Regions from separate parts of the Muntiacus reevesi genome. Here region 2 is linked to region 1. Evidence: chromatin contacts called from public Hi-C data. All regions are on one chromosome and are shown on one strand. Each heading gives the region's core, a stretch centred on a gene start, on an enhancer-like site or on the middle of the called end of the contact. The rest is flanking DNA. Distances are from core to core; before and after follow the strand shown.

Region 1 (4,466 bases), core at 704-3,203:
GTAGTAGGCAACTGCCGTATCCTCAAATGTTGGTGGCAGCTGCAGCACTCGACAGAGGTCCCTCACTCGGCGAAGACCTAGGAAAACCCGCGGCAGGAGTTAGAGGGGTTCCCAACAATACGTTAACAGTACCAGACAATTTGATCAAGTGGGATTTTACCCAAGGATGCAAAGATTTTTCAATATCCCTAACTCAATCAGTGTGATACACCACATGAGCAAACTGAAGAATAAAAACCATATGATCATTTCAATAGATGCAGAAAAAGCTTTTGATAAAATGCAACATCCATTTACGATTTAAAAAAAAAATCTCTCCAGAATGTGGGTCTAGAGGAGACAACACATAATAAAGGTCATATATGACAAACTAACGCTAGCATCATCCTCAATGGTGAAAAGCTGAAAGCATTTCCTATAAGATTAAGAACAAGACAAAGATGCCCACACTCGTCAATTTTATTCAACATAACTTTGGAAGGTCTAGTCATAGCAAACAGAGAGGAAAAATAAAAGAAACCTAAATTAGAAAGGAAGTAAAACCATCACTGTTTGCAGATGACATGATATTATACATGAAGGAGTCAAAAGGGCTCCCAGCAAGTTCTGTTAAACTCACCTTGAATACCACATGCACAAATAATGGATCTTTCTACAATGATAAGAGTGACACTTGGTAAAGCCATTTGAAAAGCACAAAGACATTTGTGGAAAGCAGTCAATACTTCACTGCCTCATCTTTTGCAGCTTGGTTTTGATTTGTGACCAAGCTTTGACCTGGGTTCCTCAAATCTACCTCAAATATACCCAAGCAGACTTAAATCTTCCACCTAATTGCTACCTCTCCTAGAACCACCTCCATCCTTTACTTCTAATTATCATTCTCTTCTTCTCTACCTTTACACAGTAATGCTGGAAACAGAAAAGACAAGCAGACGAGCTGGACCATAAGGAGAATTTTCTTTAAAGCCACTGTGTCATAAAACATTGATTCTCACCTCGCTGCTGGCTTCGACTAACTTGTTCATTCTCCCCGGTGCTTCGAGAATATGTTACTTCTGTAAGATAATGGACAACAAACAGCTTGTTGAGTCTCTGTTCACGGACCCCTGCCCTCTCACCACACAAAACCAGGGAGCAGAATCCAAATCATCAGGTACCCATTCCCTGTCTCACAGAAGGTGCTCATCTTTGCAGGTAAAAGGTCCATCTGGTTTTCTATGACCACAAGCAATTCCAAATACACAGAAGGCTGAAGATTAGGATTGGCACTAAAACAGTTCTAAATTTCCAGCCACCCCTCCCGTACATTCAATTCAGGCAATTTTCCTGCCTGTAGATTGTGAGGGTTGCACTGGTCAGGGACTTGGAACACAAATGAAAAAAAGAAAAAAGTTTTTGCCGATTAGTTTTCCAAACTGCTTCAGGGTAGTAGTATCTCCCGCATTCGCACAGCATTGACCTATTGATATAATGCTTCCAAATAGGCAGACTAGGTAAACTGAGTGGAATTTTGTTTTTCTGTTTCATTTATTCAACGTTAACATCTACATGTAACAGATATGCTGCTAAGAAAACATAATGGCAGCCCCTGACCTGCAGTTCACTCGTTCACTTTCCCTGTTTTCTCCCATATCTAAATGTGCTCATGACTGGGAGAGGGCAAGAGATAAGAAGCATCTGACGTCAATCCCTCCATCGCCCCAGGCTGTATCCACGGCCCTGGAAAAGCCCTCACAGGTACCTCGGAGGTTGCCCTCGTCACTGAAGGTGGTCGTAAGAACGCCCTCGGTGACCACGCAGCCGCAGTCGGAGCACACGAGCTGGTTCTGGGAATAGTGCGAGTCTTCCACGAGCTCAGCGGAGCCGCAATCGGGACAGCTGCCTCTACCCGGCATCGCACCAGCGGTCCAGAGACTAGGCTGCTAACCGCCCCTACCGCCCTCAACAGCAACTGTGCCGAAGCAGGAAGTAGGAGCGGAGTCTTATAGGGTTGCACCTTCCTCTTCCGGCTAGCGTAGCAGCCGTACTGTTGGTACCTCCTCTGCGGTTTCCGGTCCATTCTCTGCGGACTCGGGTAGAAACGTGATCGAGGAAAGGAGGTTCCTGACAGGACTGTATCTTCGGATTCCCCGCGATCTGTACTTAGTTTGAGGTTGGCTGTCTAGGCTCGGGGTTACTCTTGAGTGAGCTTTCTACCGCCCCGGACGCGCGTAACAAACAAAAAATTGTTGCCAGCCACAAACAACTCTTCCTTCTAAAGCGCCAAGGGTATCTCAGATTCTCCTTTTCTCTTTGGTAACAAATGTTGATTCTGGCCATAGTACAAAATTTGTGGCCTAAGAGGGAGAGTAGTGTATTGAGAGAGCAGGAAATTGTGTCCTTTCCAGAGCAGCTTCCCTTCAATCACGTTGTTTCCTCTCTTTGCAGTTTGTTTTTCTCCCCTGTAGGATGAGGGAGTTGAATTAAAATCCAGAGTGACAACCTGGGATGCTTCCAGAGAGTAGGCAAAGAATGTCTAAGGGAGTTGGAGAGAAAGAATATGGGGGTTGGTGAGGCCCTTGGCAGTGTGAAGAGTTTAAGCAGATTGAGATGTTTTTAAAACCTTAAGCTTTAGAATGCTCCAAGATTCTAGCTCCGAAGTTCCTGGCATGGTATAGTATAGATCAAAGAATTGAGCAAAAGTGCGCCTCTAGTGATGTTCCAGAAACCAAGCTCACAAGTGAGAGATTTTGTATGTCATATTTGAATATAACTTAAATGTCAGCAAAGAGTGTGTGTTTTCTCATAAGTAAATCCCGATTGCATTCATCAAGAATAAAGGTTTTCAGGAATTCCCTGGTAGCCCAGTAGTTAGGACCCTGTGCCTTCACTGCTGAGGGCCCAGGTTCAGTCCCTGGCCAGGGTGTTGTAGCCACGCATTCTGGAAAACAAACTCACTCAGAAGGACAATGCAGATAGTGGAGTGCAGTTTATTACACAGGTGGGCCCAAGGCGGAGTCTCCTCTTAGCCAAGGACCCTACCAGTTTTTCTGAAAACCTTATGTACCCTAAGTGTACATGCCCAAACCCACCTCCCCAAATTCCCTGAAACTAGACTGAACAAAGGAAAAGAAAGATACAATCAAAGTTAACCCGTGATTCATATGCCTTAAGCCTAGTTAACAGTGGACAATTATCAATAGGCCTGTGGTCATACCCCAATAAGCACAATAGAATGTATGATTCTATTCAGTTACCCAGATAATTAGGGTATTCTTTTAGGCAACAGAGAGTCTAGGTATGAGCCCTGGTGCTCTTCCATCCAGGGGGCCTGGTTTTCCAGTTCGTCTGTCGTTTCCATAGATACTGGGCATAGAGCTCAAAGTCCACAGTCCGGCCCAAGATGGAGTCCTGCTTTCAAGAGGGAGCCTGTTCTGTCTGTTTCCTCTTTCAAGGGAACCAAAATTCCACAAGCCATGTCGTGTGGCATAAATACATAAATAAATAAATGTTTTTTAACACTTGAAAGTTTTAGAATCAATTGTGTCTGAAAAATAAGACAATTGAGTTAAAATTACAAAGAACAAAAAAAAAAAAAAAAAAAAAAATTACAAAGAACCATGGCCAGCCCCTCTGACTCCAAGAAAACAGATGGGAGTTATCATAGCCAGTGCTGAAAGTATGTGGGGAATTTCTGCTTCTCAGTTTGATCTTGGAGAATTTCAGGCAGGCTCTGGCATTAGCAGATTTTAGATGTTAGTTTCAGACAGTGTAATTGACATCCTTACTGGGAGGGTAAACAGGTCCCTAAAAGGAACATAACTGGCCCTGGAAGTATGTCTTTACATTCCGATAGAGATGCCGCTCATCCCAATTTTGTGCAGATCATGAACCTAACTGCATTTTTTTTAAAGTGGGATTTCACTACAGAGTCATCTTCCCATGACAGAAGCCTTGAAATTCTGCTTTCCCTGACAGTTTTCATAGTAAAGTAGAAGAGCAGTTTTATGATCCAGCAACTCTGGGGCTTCCCAGGTGGCGCAGTGGTAGTGAATCTGCCTGCAATGCAAGAGACACAGGAGACTCAAGTTCAATCCCTGGATCAGGAAGATCCCCTGGAGGAGGAAATGGCAACCCACTCCAGTATTTGTGCCTGGAAAATCCTATGGACAGAGGCGCCTGGCAGACTATAATCCATGGGGTCCCAAAGAGTCAGACATGATTGAGCACACACACAGCTAGCAACTCCAGGGGTGGAGGGGTAATTCTCTTCCAGCCACAAGTGTGTGATGGCGTCAGAGAGCCTCACTCTCAGACGCAAACAGGCAGGGAGGTAGGCAGGACCCAGGCCAGAAGATGGCGCGCTCTACTAAGACATGCAAGTCTAGGGTTCGCGTTCTAATGAAGAAAACCATTTATTTAGGAAATTCATTTGTCTTCCTCTGGGAAATCAGGACATACACACCTTCCTCGGTGCCTTTCCT
Region 2 (4,466 bases), core at 640-3,139, 180 kb after region 1:
CTCAATCCACTGCAATGTGGATTCTGCCCCCACCAATCACTTTAAATTTTCAATTAATTTTAGAGTTGCAAAGATAGTTCAAAAGAGGTCCCCCATATAATCCAGCTTCCCCTACAGTCAGTATCTTAAAGCACAGTACAGGGAACAAAATAAAGTTGTTATAATACTTATCATTTAACTACAGACTTTATTATTCAGATTTCACCAATTTTTCCACTCATGTCCCTTTTCAGTTCCAGAATACAATCCAGGATCCCACTTGTATATAATCGTCATGTCTCCTTGGTCTTCTCCCATCTGTGAGTTTCTCAGTCTTTCCTTGTCTTTCATAATGTCCACAGTTTTGAGGTATACTGGTTATGTATTTTCAAGAAGGTCTCAATTTGTCTTGGACTGATGTTTTCTCTTGATTAGTCTGGGGTTGTGAATTTTGCAAAGACTTCCAGAGATGAAGTAGAGTTCTCCATTGCCTCACATCAGGGGATAACTGATAACAACATGACTTCACCCACTGGTGTTAACCTTGACCACTTGGTTAAAGAGATGTCTGCGTTTCCCCACTGTGAAAAACTACTATTCTCCTTCTCCACGTTCTGTTTTAGAAGCAAGGCACTAAGTCGCTTGCAAACACTCGAGGGACTGAATAATTCAAATTCTACTTGCTGGAGGAAGGAGGTATCAAAGATTTTTGTGGCTATATGTTAAAATTGCCACTATAATAAATATTAGGGGGGAGATAATTTGTGCAATTATTGTTTCTTCTTAAAGTTTCACCTATTTGTAGCATGTGTCACCAACAGTTTGAAAAATAATCTATATAAAAAAAAAAGAAAAATAATCTATATCAGCCAGTAGTATCTATCAATTAGTTACTCCTTCAATTTTGTTAAAAGCAAGAAATTGGGAAGAAATTAGAAATAAAAATATCTATGTATTCCCAACTGTTCTTGTGTGTGGTGTCCCAGAGGTTTCACAGCCTGGAACAATACATCGCAGTCAGACTGGATTCCGTGTATGCCTTTCTTTTGTAAAGGAGTAGAAAAGTGGAAGTGAAAGTGTAAAAACGAGGGGGAAAGGTGTATCTTTAGGCTTTTTAGGAATTACGATGTAAACACTGATTTCCTGAAAGATGTCCTGGCTCTAATACTTCCAGGAGTTTGGATACCATGGCTCCGAATGACTCCGCTCATTCCATCGACCTCACCTGCACTGTCGTTGATTCCTCAAGTTCTTATCTTTGGCCCATTACCTGTCCCTTTCTCTAAGGACCAAATTTCTCTATATTCATAAGTCCTCCAGCACCTTAACACTCAAGCTTCACTTTCTCCTCTTAACGATATTAAGCTTGCAGCTTCGGGAACACAGTGCTTCCGACTTTTTCCGCCTGGGGACTCCATCCACGTCCCCTCCCCGGCGTAGATGGGGCTCTGGGATTCAGTCCAGGCGCCCATCTGTAGATGTCACTAGGAAACCTGCTCAAAGTGGCAGATCAGGGGGACAATATACTACAGCAAACTCCTGGGGCGGGAAGGCATGTTCCACCTCTAACGGCGACGGGCGCTTGCAGAACACAACACAGCGTCCAGAGCCTCTAGGTCGCCAGCGCTCTCAGGGTGCCTCATCTGCGCGGTGACTTGCAATCTTGGCCACGAAAATGCGCTGCGTCCACTCTGATACGAACTGCGTCCTCAAAGAAAACCAACAAACCCCGACCGCCTTCTGCGGGCTGCGTTTGTAGCTCTCCAGCCTCCAGGTCCCGCCCACCTCCGCCCGCCCTTAAAGCGGGCTTGGAGAGAGCCTTCCCCACGCAGACGGCGGACCCACCGTGAGTCCTTTACTGTTTGAAGGTGAGCAACTCGCGTGAGAAGGACGCAGTATTCTCGCGAGAAGTCTAGAAGGCGGCAGTGATGGCGGCGGCGGGAAGCGGACCCGGACCGGGAGTGAGCGCAGCACCCGGGCCGGCAGCAGCTGCTAATGCAACACCGGCAGAAGAAGGGGAGACGAAACCGGCAGCAGCCGTAGCGGCCGCTCCGGCCGGAGAGGGGACGTCTGCTGCTCCAGTCTCCGCGGAGCCCGGCTCCGGAGAGGCCGAAAGCGGGTAAGGCACCCTGCGGCCCGAGGAAGACGGGGGTGGGGGGCGGGAGGCCGGTCCCCGTCGGAATCCCGCGGCTCCCGTGAGCACTCCGCTCCGAACCTAGGCTTGGCGGCCAACGGCTCGCCCTGCCTTCTCCGGGGCCTTCGTCCCGCCCGCCGCTCGACCGGTCCCCTGTGAATCGTATCTTAGGCTACGCCCCTTTGCACACCTTTCCCGGTTTCTCGGCGTCCTTCCCGGCCCTAGGACCCCCGGCAGGGGGCTGGTAGCTCCCCCTCCCCCCGGCCTTTTTTTTGTTTTTTTAGCAGGGACCCTTCAAAATTCCCAGAGAGGGAAACCACTTTGTACTGCCAGGCTGGAAGGAGTATTGGTTCCTCTGAAAACAGAGGGAGAGGGGCAGCTCTGCGAACCTCCCCAGGGACCAGTTCTGTCCTCTGTAGACTTCTTTGCAAGGGCCGGTAAGGTTTCCTTGTGCCCCACGGGCTTTACTTCATCTTGGCCGCCGCCTTCCTAATGCTGGGCATCCGGTCTGAGCATTGGCTTGGCTGAAAAAGAGTAGGGATGTGAAGTTCAGCTGTACTTGGATCATCATCTTTGGAAATAGGCGTTTTCAGGTTTTCTTCTGAAATTTCTTCCTTGTTTTGCAGGGATGCAAACTCAGTTGATGTAAGTGGTGGCTTGGAGACAGAATCCTCTAATGGAAAAGATACACTTGTAAGTATTTCTTTTTGAGTGTTTCCACCGCACAGTCAATAGGGTTGGTTTTTTAAATGTTTTTTTATTTCTTTTTTTTTTTTTACAGTTCAGGTCTTTTGTTTTCTTTACATCCATGATTCTGTGAATTCATAGGGAATGGGCTCCAACAGTTCAGACTTCTTTCCTCTGGTTCTCACCCAGTGTGCTTTTCTGGGTGGAGCAGGCTGGCGCTTCACTTGAGCCCAAGTACATTTCAAGTACTTTTCTCTTTGAGGTCCTTCTTTTTCTGATCCTTTTCCTTCATACATTTCAGGAAGGTGTCTCAACTATTAGCATGCTTAATATGCTCAGTATACACATAGATTCTCTTGGCAAGAATCTTGCCCTTAACTTGATTGTTTACAATGATGCCAACATGCTGGGTAGCATTGTAAGCTCTTCCAGTTTTGTTTTGTAGGGTATTCATTTTTGAACAGTGCCCTTTTCTTTGGTATCTACAAGATTACCTTTCTTGTAGACTTGCATGTATGTGGCCAAAGGAGCAGCTCTTACGTTTTCTAAAAGGCCTAGAGAACATGTGGGGGTACCCCTCTTCTCTCCCTTTGCACTGGTCATTTTGGCAAAGTACTGGAAAACAGCAGTTCCAGGCAAAAGGGTTTTTTGGGTTTTTGTTAAGTTTTTAAGCGAATCAAAAATACAATCAGATCAACTGACACGATTCTCTGATGGCTCTGTGGACACAGGAAGGTGCTGGGGATACTTCAGAGGTGATGGATACTCAGGCAGGCTCCGTGGATGAAGAAAATGGCCGTCAGTTGGGAGAGGTGGAGCTGCAGTGTGGAATATGTACCAAATGGTTCACAGCAGACACCTTTGGCATAGATACCTCGTGAGTATTTTTCAGAGTCTTTTGTGAGAATTGCTGTGTTAAATTGTAGATCTCAACATGTCCAACAGATGGTCCCACTCCAAGGCTTGAACCCGGGTCTCCCTCAGTGCAGGTAAAGATACCATCTGAGCAACCAGGGAAGCCCAGTTAGGTGTGTGGGCAAATGTAAATGCATAGTATTTCCATGACTCCTCATTCTGGTTCAGTGAGTAGTAGGATTTTAATCAGAAATTGTTTTAATAGTCTAAGCATGTTTTTGGTCTACTAAGGGCATTGCCCTTAATAGGTAGAATGGTAGGTATTATCCTTGTCTTTGTGTTTGGAGACAAAACTGTGCAATTACAAAGCATTATATAAACAAATTTGAGACAGTACCATTTATTCTTATAACATTTTCCTCATTGTTGAAAACATATATTTATAATATTTAAAGAATAAAGTGAAAGTGAAAGTCACTCAGTCGAGTCCTACTCTTTGCCACCCCATGGACTATACAGTCCATGGAATTTTCCAGGCCAGAATACTGGAGTGGGTAGCCTTTCCCTTCTCCAGGGAATCTTCCCAACCCAGGGATCGAACCCAGGTCTTCTGCATTGCAGGCGGATTCTTTACCGGTTGAGCCACAAGGGAAGCCCGAGACAGTATCATTTAAACCTTGTATTGGATATTGTGGATTTGCGGGAAAGGATTGGTATACATGGTGGATAAAGCATGATGTCAAAAATTTGAGATGGCAGGTGCCTCTTCATGCCTGACATCCTTTTTTCGTTTTGGTTTCTTACTCCCTTT

Evidence for each region. Hi-C and Micro-C count contacts between places; a contact is called where the count stands out from the background.
Region 2: a Hi-C map of muscle shows a contact between it and region 1, with 4 times the contacts expected there. The contact joins the promoter of ASH2L here to the promoter of BRF2 in region 1. A contact is called at or near these places in 2 of 3 Hi-C or Micro-C datasets (blood and muscle).

The regions. Positions count from the first base shown.
Region 1 is chr10:73,832,153-73,836,618 of mMunRee1.1, forward strand. It overlaps BRF2 (BRF2 RNA polymerase III transcription initiation factor subunit), which reads right to left and starts at 1,954. Exons shown (of 4, transcript XM_065947618.1): 1 at 1,745-1,954; 2 at 999-1,058; 3 at 1-77. The coding sequence starts at 1,898.
Region 2 is chr10:74,008,037-74,012,502 of mMunRee1.1, forward strand. ASH2L (ASH2 like, histone lysine methyltransferase complex subunit) reads left to right here and starts at 1,890. Exons shown (of 16, transcript XM_065946606.1): 1 at 1,890-2,098; 2 at 2,740-2,806; 3 at 3,532-3,677. The coding sequence starts at 1,908.